Linked DNA regions of Mus musculus: all the other regions are linked to region 2. The links are chromatin contacts, called in public Hi-C and HiChIP or PLAC-seq maps. All regions are on one chromosome and are shown on one strand. Each heading gives the region's core, a stretch centred on a gene start, on an enhancer-like site or on the middle of the called end of the contact. The rest is flanking DNA. Distances are from core to core; before and after follow the strand shown. Region 1 overlaps Samd12 (sterile alpha motif domain containing 12). Region 2 holds the start of Ext1 (exostosin glycosyltransferase 1). Region 3 overlaps Ext1 (exostosin glycosyltransferase 1). Region 4 has its middle 68 kb from the start of Gm41323.

Region 1 (2,700 bases), core at 77-2,576, 270 kb after region 2:
CTTTTTAAAGGTTAGCTACTTCAGGTGTTCTATCATGATTAGCCCAAAGCAGGCCAATAAAAACATGCTTTTCAGAAAGAGAGCCAAATTGAGCACAGACAGTAAGTATGCTGCCTGCCTTTCTAAACAAGTATTGATTAGGGTTATAATAGAATCAAGAGAAGTCTGTGTATGGTAGACTCCATTTCCCTGACTTAGCATGGAAAAGTGCTAAGTGCAGAAATGAACTTTCTACTCCCAATGTTGCATGAAGTAGCTAAGTGAGGTTATACACTCACTCATTTTTCTCTGTTAAAATCTGTTTACTCTTCTGTATGATAAGGAGGGTTGACTTGAGACTCAACAATGGATAGAGAAATTCCTTGCATCTTGTGTCAGAGTCAGACCCACTCATTACTCAGAGCACAAATTTTCCCACTAAATTCTGGTCTCACAATCTTCAGCAACTTAGCTACTTACAAAAGAAGGTAGTCAGCAAATGGACCACTTCCTGGCCACTTTTCTCGCTGCCTATGCAGCTGTATTATGAAAATGGTTATAAAATGTACTTCTGGAGAAGGGGAAAGAGTTTCAGGGCAGGAGGTGTCCAGAAATAGCAGCATGGACTCAAAAGGGTAAGAATGTCAAACTGTCTCTAGCCAGTCTCAGGCCTGTCCTGGTTACCATGGTGATAGACACCATGTGTAATTGCCTCTAGGGGGTTTGGCAGGAGGGACAGGACTGGGATTAGAATAAGCAATATTGTGGGTGTACACCTGCATGAACTCTGGAAGGCCTCTTTAAATTTTATGACAAGCACTTCTACTGATTCATCTAAGACCCAGCCTTAAAAAGTATTAGAACAATGGAACAGCAACACTGCTGTGAATTTATTTCTTCACTGGAGACTCCTTGGCTGTCTAAGAGTGGTTTGTGTAGGAGGGGAAATGTGGACAGAATAAGCTAGTCTTTGACTTACTAAGGAGCATTTGCTATAAAGGACAACAGCTCTAGATCTTCTTTGATTAGTTATGCAACTTTGGTCAACTCGAGGTCTCGGCTTTTTAATCTGTAAGCAGGAATAAGAAACTCTTTGGAGGGATGTTGTAAAGTTGGGAACGTACATGCATCTGCCACCTGACACACAGGACAGTAAGTGGCCATTACAAGGAAATTCCTTCTTTTTGAACACTATTCTCTATCTTATGACTGCTAGGAAATGAAGGAAACATTGAACACAAACATTAAAGCCCCAAATGGGTGTGGAAATCCATGTCCCTGTGCAGAGGAAGCCTGGCGAGTCTTTACTGCATTGTTGACTTTGTGACTCACAGCTCCATTATTCCATCTCATCCCATCCTGCTCAGGTTGGACATTATGGGAGAAGGCTGAAAGTACAATACTGGGATCTCCCAGTGTTGCCAAAGTTCCTGGAAAATGGAATAATAAACACTGGATGACTTAGGTGAGAACTATGGCTACTATTTACTGGCGTGACTAGGCTATGCATGGCCTAGTGTTGGGTATTTTATTAGCACTGTCGGAGGCAGTCTTAACCCCAAGAGAGTTAGTTGTTACTAGTCTCACCTTATAGGTGAGGCCAAGGTTACTAGATTGTAGAAAGGGAAAACATTTTGGACTTTTATGTGACTTGTTCATCTTTATTTACTGCTGGTCATTCAGCACTTTTCCTCTCCTCAGGGAATTTCACAAGAACAAATGAATAATCAGTTTACTAATATGAGACCCAAAATAACATAACATAACATCATGTTTCACAGCCAAATATGACAGTAAACTCTTTGGGACTACCAGCTTTGTTTTGTTCTTTCTTGTATCACTGTTGTTAAGTACAACGACTGAGCTTTAGTATTTCATTCATTATGTATTAGGTGTATAATTAAATCAAGTGTTAAGTTTCCAGGCATATCCACAGAGATATTTGGTGAAAATCCAAAGATCAGAAACATGTCAAGGATATGATGGAGCAGAACCTAGAACAAAACCTGGGTTTAAATGGAAAGGTCAAAGAAAACAAAGTTAAGAAGAAGAAGAAGAAGAAGAAGAAGAAGAAGAAGAAGAAGAAGAAGAAGAAGAAGAAGAAGAAGAAGAAGAAGAAGAAGACCAAACAAACATAGGAGGCAAGAGGCGGCCTGTGCATCAGTAATGAGACACCGAGGATTATCTGCCCAACCAGTTAGCTAGGCAAGGTGTCAAAGCATGCGGTTCAAGACCCATTATCAGGAAATTGGTAAACAGGGGCCCTAAAAACTAGGTAAATGGAAAACAGAGTTGGCTGGTCTAGACATTCAAAAAGGAGTCAAAAAAAGAAACCTAGCTCACAGGAGGCACAACATTTCAGCAAGCGTAGAGGATATGCAAGTAAAACTTTTGGCATTAGAGAACCACAAAAAAGGAAGGCAACTCCACCAAGAAAAATGTGGATGGGAAGTACCAAGAAAGGTGCTTGGAGCAGCACATGCTGGGACTAATTACCATCTCTGCTTGTTTTTTTCATGCACCACAGCAGTCTCTTTACTCTCAGGAGGCCCTGATACAGCTGTATATGCTATCAAATGAACTCAAGGAAATCCTACTTACTGAGGCAGATATGAGACTCAAAGAGGCATGTAGTCTCTTCAGTGAAATTTTCTGATTATATATACCAATGGGTTACAAATATATTATTTTAATACATTTTATACAATTAATAATGTATAT
Region 2 (2,700 bases), core at 96-2,595:
ATCTCAAATTGTGCACATACTGAGGTGATAACTGGTCTCTGTCTAAAGTATCCAGACTCAAGACAAAGAGGCACGCCTGGCTGGGGTCCGAGGTGTAGAACCTGGAGCCCTCGATGGCCGCTAGAATGTTTTGGTAACTTTCGGCGATTTTCTCCCCTTTCTGCTGCGGGTACACGTAGACTTTGAAGCCGTTTTTCTTGCAAAGGGTGAAATCGAAGCAGGACTCCATGCGGCACTTCTTGCCTTTGTAGATGCTCGAGTTGGCGTCTCGCTTCTGCCGGGGGGAAATGTGCACGCTGGAATCCTCGTTTTCCAATTGATCCCAAGGAAAGAAAGGGCGCAGAGCGTCCGGGAAGCGGGGCCAGAAATGATCCGGACTGGGCTGGTGCAAGCCATTCCGACCACTGTGCTCTTCTCTCCGGCTGTGGCTCCTCGATGCCCTAAACTGCACGCCTCCAAAATAAAACAAAAGGGCGAGACAAGAGCCAGCTGAGAGCAGGATGAAATAGCGTTTTTTGGCCTGCATGTGTCCTGCCTGGGTCAAGAGGATTGTAAATAAACACAAGAATCACCCAAGTTTCCCAATCAACACTTTCAGCTCCAGTCCGCCATCTTCCCGCCTGTAAAGACTTCAAACTCTCCGCTCCCACCTTCTCTGGATGCCTTTCCCCAAGCCGTGGACTGATCCAGCGCATGTGGGCGATTTCTTTAACTTTCTCCCCTTCGGTCTTTCATCTTTGGGCTGCACAATGCACGGGAGAGAGCCGGGCAGAAGATCTCGCACCCAGGGCGGGCGAACAGCGGACTGTAATTTTCTTGCATGCAACAAGACGGAGGAAAAGAAAGAGAGCAGGGAAGAAAAAGCTCCCGATACCCAATCAATGGCAAGACGAAGTGACTGCCTCTCCGCTCGGATTCCTCTCGGCGGCGTGGAGAACGAGCCCGGGGAAAGCAACTTCAACTCATCCACACTCCGGTGCAGAGCACTACGGTTCCAACAAGTCAATCCGCCCCGGCTTCAGCCGGCTAGTGCATCTTGCAGCTGGGGCGCCGTAACCTCACAAATCCCTGCATGTCTCTTTATTCCCTTCTGCAGCGGCTCCCACACTCCGCCGGTGTTTACTCCTGCGCTCACGGGGCCGGCTCCCCGGGCGCGCGGCGGCCCGGCCGGCGGCACGAGGCGGCGCGGGGCGGCGGCGGCGGCGCGTCCTCCCCGCGGGCAGTGCCGGCCCCGAGCGGTGCTTCGCAGGCCCCGCGCTATCACTGCCGACCGCCGCGTTCGGTCGCCGAATGTTACCCGGTTCTGAATGTTACACTTACACATTCCATTCCCGACACGACAGCGCTGACCTCATCCATCCACGCAGCCCGCGCTGCCATTGGCCGGGCGTCACGTCCGGGTGGGGCGGGGCTTCCGCTGCGCCCATTCATAACCCCCGGCGGCCGGCAGAGGCGCCGGCGCGGCGCGGCGCGGCGCGGGCGCGGGGACCCAGGAGCGCACGGGCGGCGGGCGGAGCGCTAGCCGGCCGGGCGTCGCCCACCGCCGGCCTTCTGCACGCCGGGCCGGGAATGCAACCCGGACCAGACGGGCCCCAGAGGCGCGGGAGGAAGTGTGGGGACGTGGCCAGCAGCCCGCTGCTCGGGATGCCCCGGGTCTCCACGAGCCGGGAACGCCTCCCCGCCGGGAGGCTGAGAGGACCGGTTCCTGGAGAAGGATGCCTTGAAAATGGAGAAGCGAGGGGAAGGGGGGTGGGGACTTCATGGAAAGCGAGCGCAGGTCGGGATGTCTCTCCCCCCACACTTGGACCCGCTGAGGACCAATTTTTTGGTGGGTCTTGTTTTTAACGTTTAAGTGGTCTTTCTAATTCCCCTATGTAATCCACCTATTTTTCTGTCTTCCTCGCCGAGACACCCTAATCCTCAACAATAAGGAGGAATTGTCACAGTCCGATGGATCTGTGGCTGAGTGTGAGAAGACACCTCCTAAAGCCATCTGATCTGCGTGCCCTCTCTTCCATTCCCGAATCCCTCCCACCTGTTCTATTCACTGATATTGGGCCGGGAGGGATCTAATGGCTGAAAAGAAAGCCATTTCATTTTGCCCCCATCGGTGTTGTTATTCTTCCTGAGGTGGTATTTTTAAGATGTCACCTGGCCCTAGCTGTAGAAGGGAACCTTTGAAGCAAAAAAAAAAAAAAAAAAAAAAATGTATTTACAATAAATGTGCCACGGTTCCTTCAATTGACCTTCCTTCTGTCGACTCCCCTGCCCCAAGCCCCTGTCATTCTGAGTGAACTTAATTGGATGATTCTGAAAGGAACCTCCAGGACCTCCAAGCTGTGCTAGACTCCCAAGCATTACCTGGCCTCACAGCCTGAATTCTGGCTTAGAACACTTACCCACCCTAGCCTCAGAGCCTGGCCAAGCTGGACAAGCAGTTGCCTAGGGCAGCAAGCTGTTTAGTGATTGTTTATTGTGGGAGTGAGTGAGCTGGGAGCAGACACATCCCTACCTCCCTCGGGCTACTGAAAACCCCAGCCGGTTGTGTACCCATGGTATGGTTATAATAAGGCAGAGTGGAAAGTTTTCAACCTTTGTTGTTTCAGATTTGTTTGAATAAAGAAGGGAAGAGATATTGGGTGGGATATTTTGGTACATTCTGAAACCTCTGCCCATTTTGAACCTGCCAAAGATGAAGTA
Region 3 (2,750 bases), core at 94-2,593, 280 kb before region 2:
AAAACTGAAAGAAGTCTTCACATGTTTCTGATTAATTTGATTGTCTTTTTTTTTTCTTGTATAAAACAGTGTTTAACCCAAATTGGAATGAGTTCTGTGGCAAGGCATGCCCTCAGTTAGGTACTTCACAAGCACCCTTTGGTTAAATGGTGTGGATTTACACATAACTGCTTCTTTCTTAACAGAGAAGCCTTTGCCATTTGAGTCTTTCACAAACATTAAACCGCTTGTCTTATAAATAATCTGGACTCATTTTTTTTTTCCTTTTGGCCTCTAACACATAGGATTTCCCCATTAAATATATGGGTCAGTGGTTGAATCTATGGGCCAACCACTAGGAAGTATAGGGTTTCAGTTGTGGGACGTCCATCACTAACATGCTGGGAGTTGTTTGGTTCTCTGCTCAACATTTCTTAAATCTACCAGTGTTTGCTTGGTCTAACTCCCCCCACCCATCCCCATGTAAAAAGATTACCAAATTTCTATTAAAGTTCTGAGTTAGATCTGCTTATCTGGAGTCAACACTTTCATGCAGCAACAGTTTAGAGACCAAGGGGATCCGAACATCTAAACTGGAATGTGAAATTGTCTTAGTGTGTGCCAAGTTCCTTGCTGACACTATGTCAAATAACTGATTGTGTTTCCCGTGATGTCTGTTGCTGTCACTGCAGGAAATCCTGGGTGACCCATGGCAATCATGTCTGTAGGGAGGGGGGCAGCAGCTTGGAAATATACACAACCAACACAATTTTGATTAAAGAAAGAACTCTGGTTTTTAATAGTTTTGATCATTAAAAAAGTTTAAACCTGCATAGCAATCATTTCAAAAATAATTATTTAATGTTCCATAATTAAACTGTACACAACCTAGTTGTGGGACACAGAAGCCAGTGAGGTGAATGGAGCAGTCTGGCGCAGCCCCAGGAGCCAGGATTCCAGCCGAGTTTTGTCACTGTGTTCATCTAAGCTGTTTATTTTTTCCTTTTTCTTTTTTTGTCTTTTTTGTTTTTTTTGTTTTTTGATTTTTTTTGATTTTTTGATACTTGGCACAGTCTGGCTCCACTGCTGGGCGTGAGCGGATCTGCATTGGGAAGGAGGAGAGAGCAGCTGGACGCCCGTCTTGCTTCCCCTCCCCCACTCGGTGGGCTTCCTCAAAGTCGTTCAATGTCTCTGTATTTCTTCCTCAGAATTGAGACTTGGTCTTTAAAGAGGACCGGGTCCAGCCTCATCTGAGAATGGATCAGCGGCATGTAGCCAAACCAGCTGGCAAATGTATTCATGCAGCTCTGTCGCTGGGCAAAGTGGTCAGGGTCGGCCCAGCGGGATGCTCGGGAAGTCTGGGGAGAAGGAGACAAATAAGGAAGACAGTGAGAGAGAGAAGGCAGGGGGAGGAAGCACTGTAGCTGGATCTGCTAAAGACCAGCGGCAGAACCTGGCAGAACGTGTGGCCTCGTTGCCAAGCCTGTCCATCTACAAAGCTGGGGAAGGCAAGGCTTAGGCATGCCCACTTACCTTTGGCTGAAGTCGAGATGTGGCATCTTGACCAATGACCAAACGCACCTAATCTTTCGAAGCTTTCTGAAGCTCAGATGATCGAGCCACGGCCCTCGGCCCTCTACCAACGGGCTCTCAACTACTACAGTCACTAAACAGAACATTCTCTTTTATATCTGAAATCAAAGCTATGACTCACAATGAAGTCTTTGCTTCAAAGGTAGTTTTCTAAATACTTATGTGAAATTTCTTTAAGCATAGATTTAATTTTAATTATGTGTGTGAGACTCCACACGTTGTATATGTGTGCATGGGTGTCTTTGGAGGCTACATGAAGGCATGAAATGCCTCGGAGCTGGAATCACAGAAAGCTCTAAGTCATCTGACATGTACACCGGGACCTGACCTCTAGTCCTCTTCCAGAGAAGCAAGCATTCTTAACTGCTGAGACATCTCTCCAGCCTTCTAAATCCCAGGTGTTAACACGGTTGATGTGTGGAGACATGGGCTGTGGACTTGGACTTTAAGCATCTAACTTTCCACCTTTATCAAGTTCCCACCGAATGGCTTGTTTAAAAAGATGCATGCATAACGCAAGAACAAACGAAACCCTTACACTTCACTCATGGCTAGAGCTACAGAGCACATAAACCCACACTCCCTTATAGACTTTCTCTACTCTACTGAGATGACTGAGAGACAAAAGTGACTCAGATCCAGTGACACAGTGCCTATGTCTACAAGACTGATTCTACAGTAAATATTAAAATTCTGCTCATTAACCTAACAATTGTCTTTTCAATGCCACTAAATGCCAACAGTTGTTTTAAGTAATAGATGGTCTCAGGTTATCAAAGTTAAAAAAGAAAAAAAGGCTACCATCTTTTTAGTTATATTGCCTCTAAAGCTGTCAAATATTATTTAGACAACATAAATGATGGAAATTGACTTGATGACTTCCAGGTAGGGTTGGGGAAGGAACAAACTTAAGTTTTCTTTAAGGGACAGGCCACTGAGAGTTTGAGTGGATATATAGATGACAGTAACTGGACTTGTGTTTGTTTGTTTCTCTTGTTGCTGGTTTGCTGGGAAGGGAGATCACAAGTGCAGGGTGTGGGGTGCTCACACTCAACATGCAAGGATTATAAACACGGGTAAATAAGCAGCTGTTTACTATGTGTATGTGTTTGTGTGGTCTAGAAACATACTTTCATGAAAAGTGCATTTTAGAGTGAGACTCACGCAGAGTCACTTTA
Region 4 (2,700 bases), core at 11-2,510, 340 kb before region 2:
CAGGGGTTGCTCTGGCGGGTATCTGATGGAGACACTGCTTTGTCATGCTTCTAAAGAGAATATAAGCAGACAGCCTCACAGTCTCGCAGGGAGAAATACTTCCAATTCTAGGAGTCAGCGCAGAGGAAAGACAAAGCAGACCACCCACAGCAACGATGCTATGTTATAATCCCCTCATCTGTCACCAGCATTCATACATTGACCTTGCCTTTAGCCTTCCTGGAGCTGGATCAGGTGCTCCATGCTACAGTTGGTGGAAACAGATATCACATGTCTATTCACTCACAGTAAGTCATGTAGCCTGAGAACTCCTGAAATGGTCTCTCCTTGATTTCTCAATCACCAGTGCACATAACTTCTCCAAATCAAAGCACCAGTAACAAAAGCCAGCCACGGGAGTCGAGTCAGGAGTTAGAGTGAGGCTGGGACTTCTGCCCTTTCCTCTTCATTTCCACTTTGTTTTATAAGCTAATGAGTGCATAATTTCCTTTGCCAGGATCTTCTGAAGGGTGTTTTGATTTTGGGTTAAGTTACCAAGGAGATTCTGAAACAGAAGGTGAACAAATCCTTTACTCACGGACACAAGGAAAGCTTGGGATAGTCCTCATTTGCTCCATCAGCCCCACTTCTCATATTTATATTTGAACTGCCATAGCCTGGGTTCTCATGGAGAAGAAGGACACTGGAATGTGCAGTAATGAGATAGACCTCTTCCTTCTAAAGCAAAGCAATCTACCTGTCCCATAAAGCTGACTGTGCTGCTAAAACATAGTGGCGGGGAAAGATGCCAAAATAAATCATTCACGAGATTTAAAGATGCTCCCCAAAGGAAGTGCTCTCTCATGAGGATAGTTAGAATATCTACCTGCCATTGAAGGATATGCAAGCCGCCCCTTACACCAATGTGAGCCTCTTGTAACCAGGGAGGGTCACAGAGATTCAATTCCATAAAAAGCAGCTTGTAAAAATAAAATTCAATTCTTGGCTTGTGTTGCAACACTTCCTCTGTTCCAAACTTAATACTGGAGCCACCCACAGGACCGCTGTCACAGCCAAATACAGTAGGGAATCAAGTCTTCTCACAGGAGGCCATCAAGAAGAGCCCCACTGCCAGCATCAGGTAACAGTACAAACAGGCTGTGGAGGCCCCAGAGCAGGATCGCTGTGTTTGCCTCATCTTGACAAGCCAGAGATGCTCTACAGGCCTTCTCAAAGTATTATTCATAAATATAATACTGTAGACCACAGAGACAGCTATTCCCTGGCACTCAGAACTTCTGACTCTGGAGGAAGCAATTCTCAGTTTGCCAGACTCTGTGAACCCAAAATGATGACCACAGAGAAAAAGACCTCTCATGTGATCTCTGTCTAACCCATAGTACTCATTCAGTTGCCGTGATGTATTTGCTCTCCTGTATAATTTACTAATGTTATCCAAATATAATTCTTCTCTTCTCAGCTAGACAGTAAATTATATGACGTCAGATACCGTCCAGCCCCAGACATCAACTTTAAGCTATTAGAACCAACCTCCTTAAACAAACTTCACATCATTTGCCTTCAAAGAGAGAACTGTATTCCAATATGTTGCATCATTCATGCCACAGTCATGATTCATTTGCTCTAATTTATATCATTTCTTGCTCCCTGAGCTGTTTTTCTCTTTTAATATTTCTCAATCTTCCTTCTTGTAAATGATCTAGTCTTGCTTCTTATATTAGCCTTGAACATGAGAATTTTCCGAGCATCTAACAAGAGAGCTGGCTCTGAAGACAAACATCCTGAATCTAAATCCTAATACCATTATGATGGTTTGTATATTCTTGGGCCAGGAGTGCCACTATTATGAGGTATGGCATTGTTGGAATAGGTGTGTAACTGGGGACATGGGCTTTAATACCCTAGTCCTAGCTGCCTGGAAGCCAGTCTTCTAGTAGCTTTCAGACAAAGATGTAGAACTTTCAGCTCCTCTTGCACCATATCTGCCTAGATACTGCTATGCTTCTGCCTTGATGATAATGGACTGAACCTCTGAACCTGTAAGCCAGCCCCAATTATATATTGTCTTTAAAAGAGTTGCCTTGGGCATGGTATTTGTCCATAGCAGTAAACCCTAATGATAACAAACACCATTTATCAACAAAGTGATCCTAGGAAAGTTATTTTAGTTTATGTAACCTTAGTTTTCTCAGCAATAAAATGATATCCATAACAGCACCTATTTTCTTGAATTGAGCAGATAAAATGGCTTTTTAAGCAAGACAATCTGAGTAATACCCAATACTATAGATGTGTTCAATAATTATCATAAGTTGAACAATTTTTGGCCCTTCACTGGCCATGTGGATGCTTTAATGTTTAGTGGACGTAACAATATTCAGTGTAGCTTGTCTCCCAGATAGTTTACACATGATAATCTACTCCAGGATTACTCCAAAAGATGGAAGAGACCACCTCCTCTTCTCTTACACAAACAGGACATCCTCTGCCTGATACAGAGAAAGTTTAGTGTGAACATCGTCTCATCTGGTGATTGATTTCTTGTGGGTCCCAGATTTATTAAATGGAGCACCACAGAGCTTTAGTAAAATTAAACACAAAAGAGTCTTCTTTTCCCCTATAGATTGATTTTCTATCAAAGAAACACCTAACTTGTGCTTCTCTGCACACTTAACACTTACAAGTATGCCATAACATTTC

Evidence for each region. HiChIP or PLAC-seq counts read pairs in DNA pulled down with a chosen protein or histone mark. A called contact is a pair of places that touch in the nucleus more often than the background predicts.
Region 1: a Hi-C map of pancreatic cancer cells shows a contact between it and region 2, with 5 times the contacts expected there. The contact joins the enhancer-like site here to the promoter of Ext1 in region 2. A contact is called at or near these places in 5 of 39 promoter capture datasets (the 3T3-L1 cell line, 3T3-L1-derived adipocytes, the C10 cell line and 1 more), 7 of 484 Hi-C or Micro-C datasets (brown adipocytes, cortical neurons, embryonic fibroblasts and 4 more) and 7 of 115 datasets of contacts at active chromatin or transcription factors (the NIH/3T3 cell line, bone marrow-derived macrophages, large pre-B cells and 3 more).
Region 3: an H3K4me3 HiChIP or PLAC-seq map of forebrain shows a contact between it and region 2, with 3 times the contacts expected there. The contact joins the enhancer-like site here to the promoter of Ext1 in region 2. A contact is called at or near these places in 12 of 39 promoter capture datasets (the 3T3-L1 cell line, 3T3-L1-derived adipocytes, the C10 cell line and 7 more), 1 of 15 datasets of contacts at CTCF or cohesin (the NIH/3T3 cell line), 12 of 484 Hi-C or Micro-C datasets (the 3T3-L1 cell line, 3T3-L1-derived adipocytes, CD4 T cells and 9 more), 18 of 115 datasets of contacts at active chromatin or transcription factors (the 230-238 cell line, bone marrow-derived macrophages, embryonic forebrain and 12 more) and 2 of 9 other capture datasets (adipose tissue and macrophages).
Region 4: a CTCF HiChIP or PLAC-seq map of the NIH/3T3 cell line shows a contact between it and region 2, with 12 read pairs. The contact joins the enhancer-like site here to the promoter of Ext1 in region 2. A contact is called at or near these places in 4 of 39 promoter capture datasets (the 3T3-L1 cell line, hippocampal neurons and second pharyngeal arch cranial neural crest), 2 of 15 datasets of contacts at CTCF or cohesin (the NIH/3T3 cell line and pro-B cells), 17 of 484 Hi-C or Micro-C datasets (the C2C12 cell line, CD8 T cells, the MC3T3-E1 cell line and 8 more), 10 of 115 datasets of contacts at active chromatin or transcription factors (bone marrow-derived macrophages, embryonic forebrain, embryonic stem cells and 6 more) and 2 of 9 other capture datasets (embryonic stem cells and macrophages).

What each region holds. Positions count from the first base shown.
Region 1 is chr15:53,616,920-53,619,619 of GRCm38.p6, forward strand. All of the region lies in intron 4 of Samd12 (sterile alpha motif domain containing 12), which reads right to left. Among named protein-coding and RNA genes, the nearest start is that of Mir28c, 4.0 kb to the left of the region's middle. Within about 2 kb of position 1,327, at least 37 of the 459 cell types and tissues checked have an H3K27ac peak or open chromatin away from gene starts, as enhancers often do. A contact at or near this core is called in the NIH/3T3 cell line, embryonic fibroblasts, neural progenitor cells and 3 more, where this site is marked.
Region 2 is chr15:53,344,838-53,347,537 of GRCm38.p6, forward strand. It overlaps Ext1 (exostosin glycosyltransferase 1), which reads right to left and starts at 1,346. Exons shown (of 11, transcript NM_010162.2): 1 at 1-1,346. The coding sequence starts at 526.
Region 3 is chr15:53,067,513-53,070,262 of GRCm38.p6, forward strand. Ext1 (exostosin glycosyltransferase 1) reads right to left here. Exons shown (of 11, transcript NM_010162.2): 11 at 749-1,337. The coding sequence ends at 1,152. Among named protein-coding and RNA genes, the nearest start is that of Gm41323, 140 kb to the left of the region's middle. Within about 2 kb of position 1,344, at least 10 of the 459 cell types and tissues checked have an H3K27ac peak or open chromatin away from gene starts, as enhancers often do. A contact at or near this core is called in forebrain, where this site is marked.
Region 4 is chr15:53,000,586-53,003,285 of GRCm38.p6, forward strand. No RefSeq gene overlaps it. Among named protein-coding and RNA genes, the nearest start is that of Gm41323, 68 kb to the left of the region's middle. Within about 2 kb of position 1,261, at least 32 of the 459 cell types and tissues checked have an H3K27ac peak or open chromatin away from gene starts, as enhancers often do. A contact at or near this core is called in the C2C12 cell line, the NIH/3T3 cell line, embryonic fibroblasts and 1 more, where this site is marked.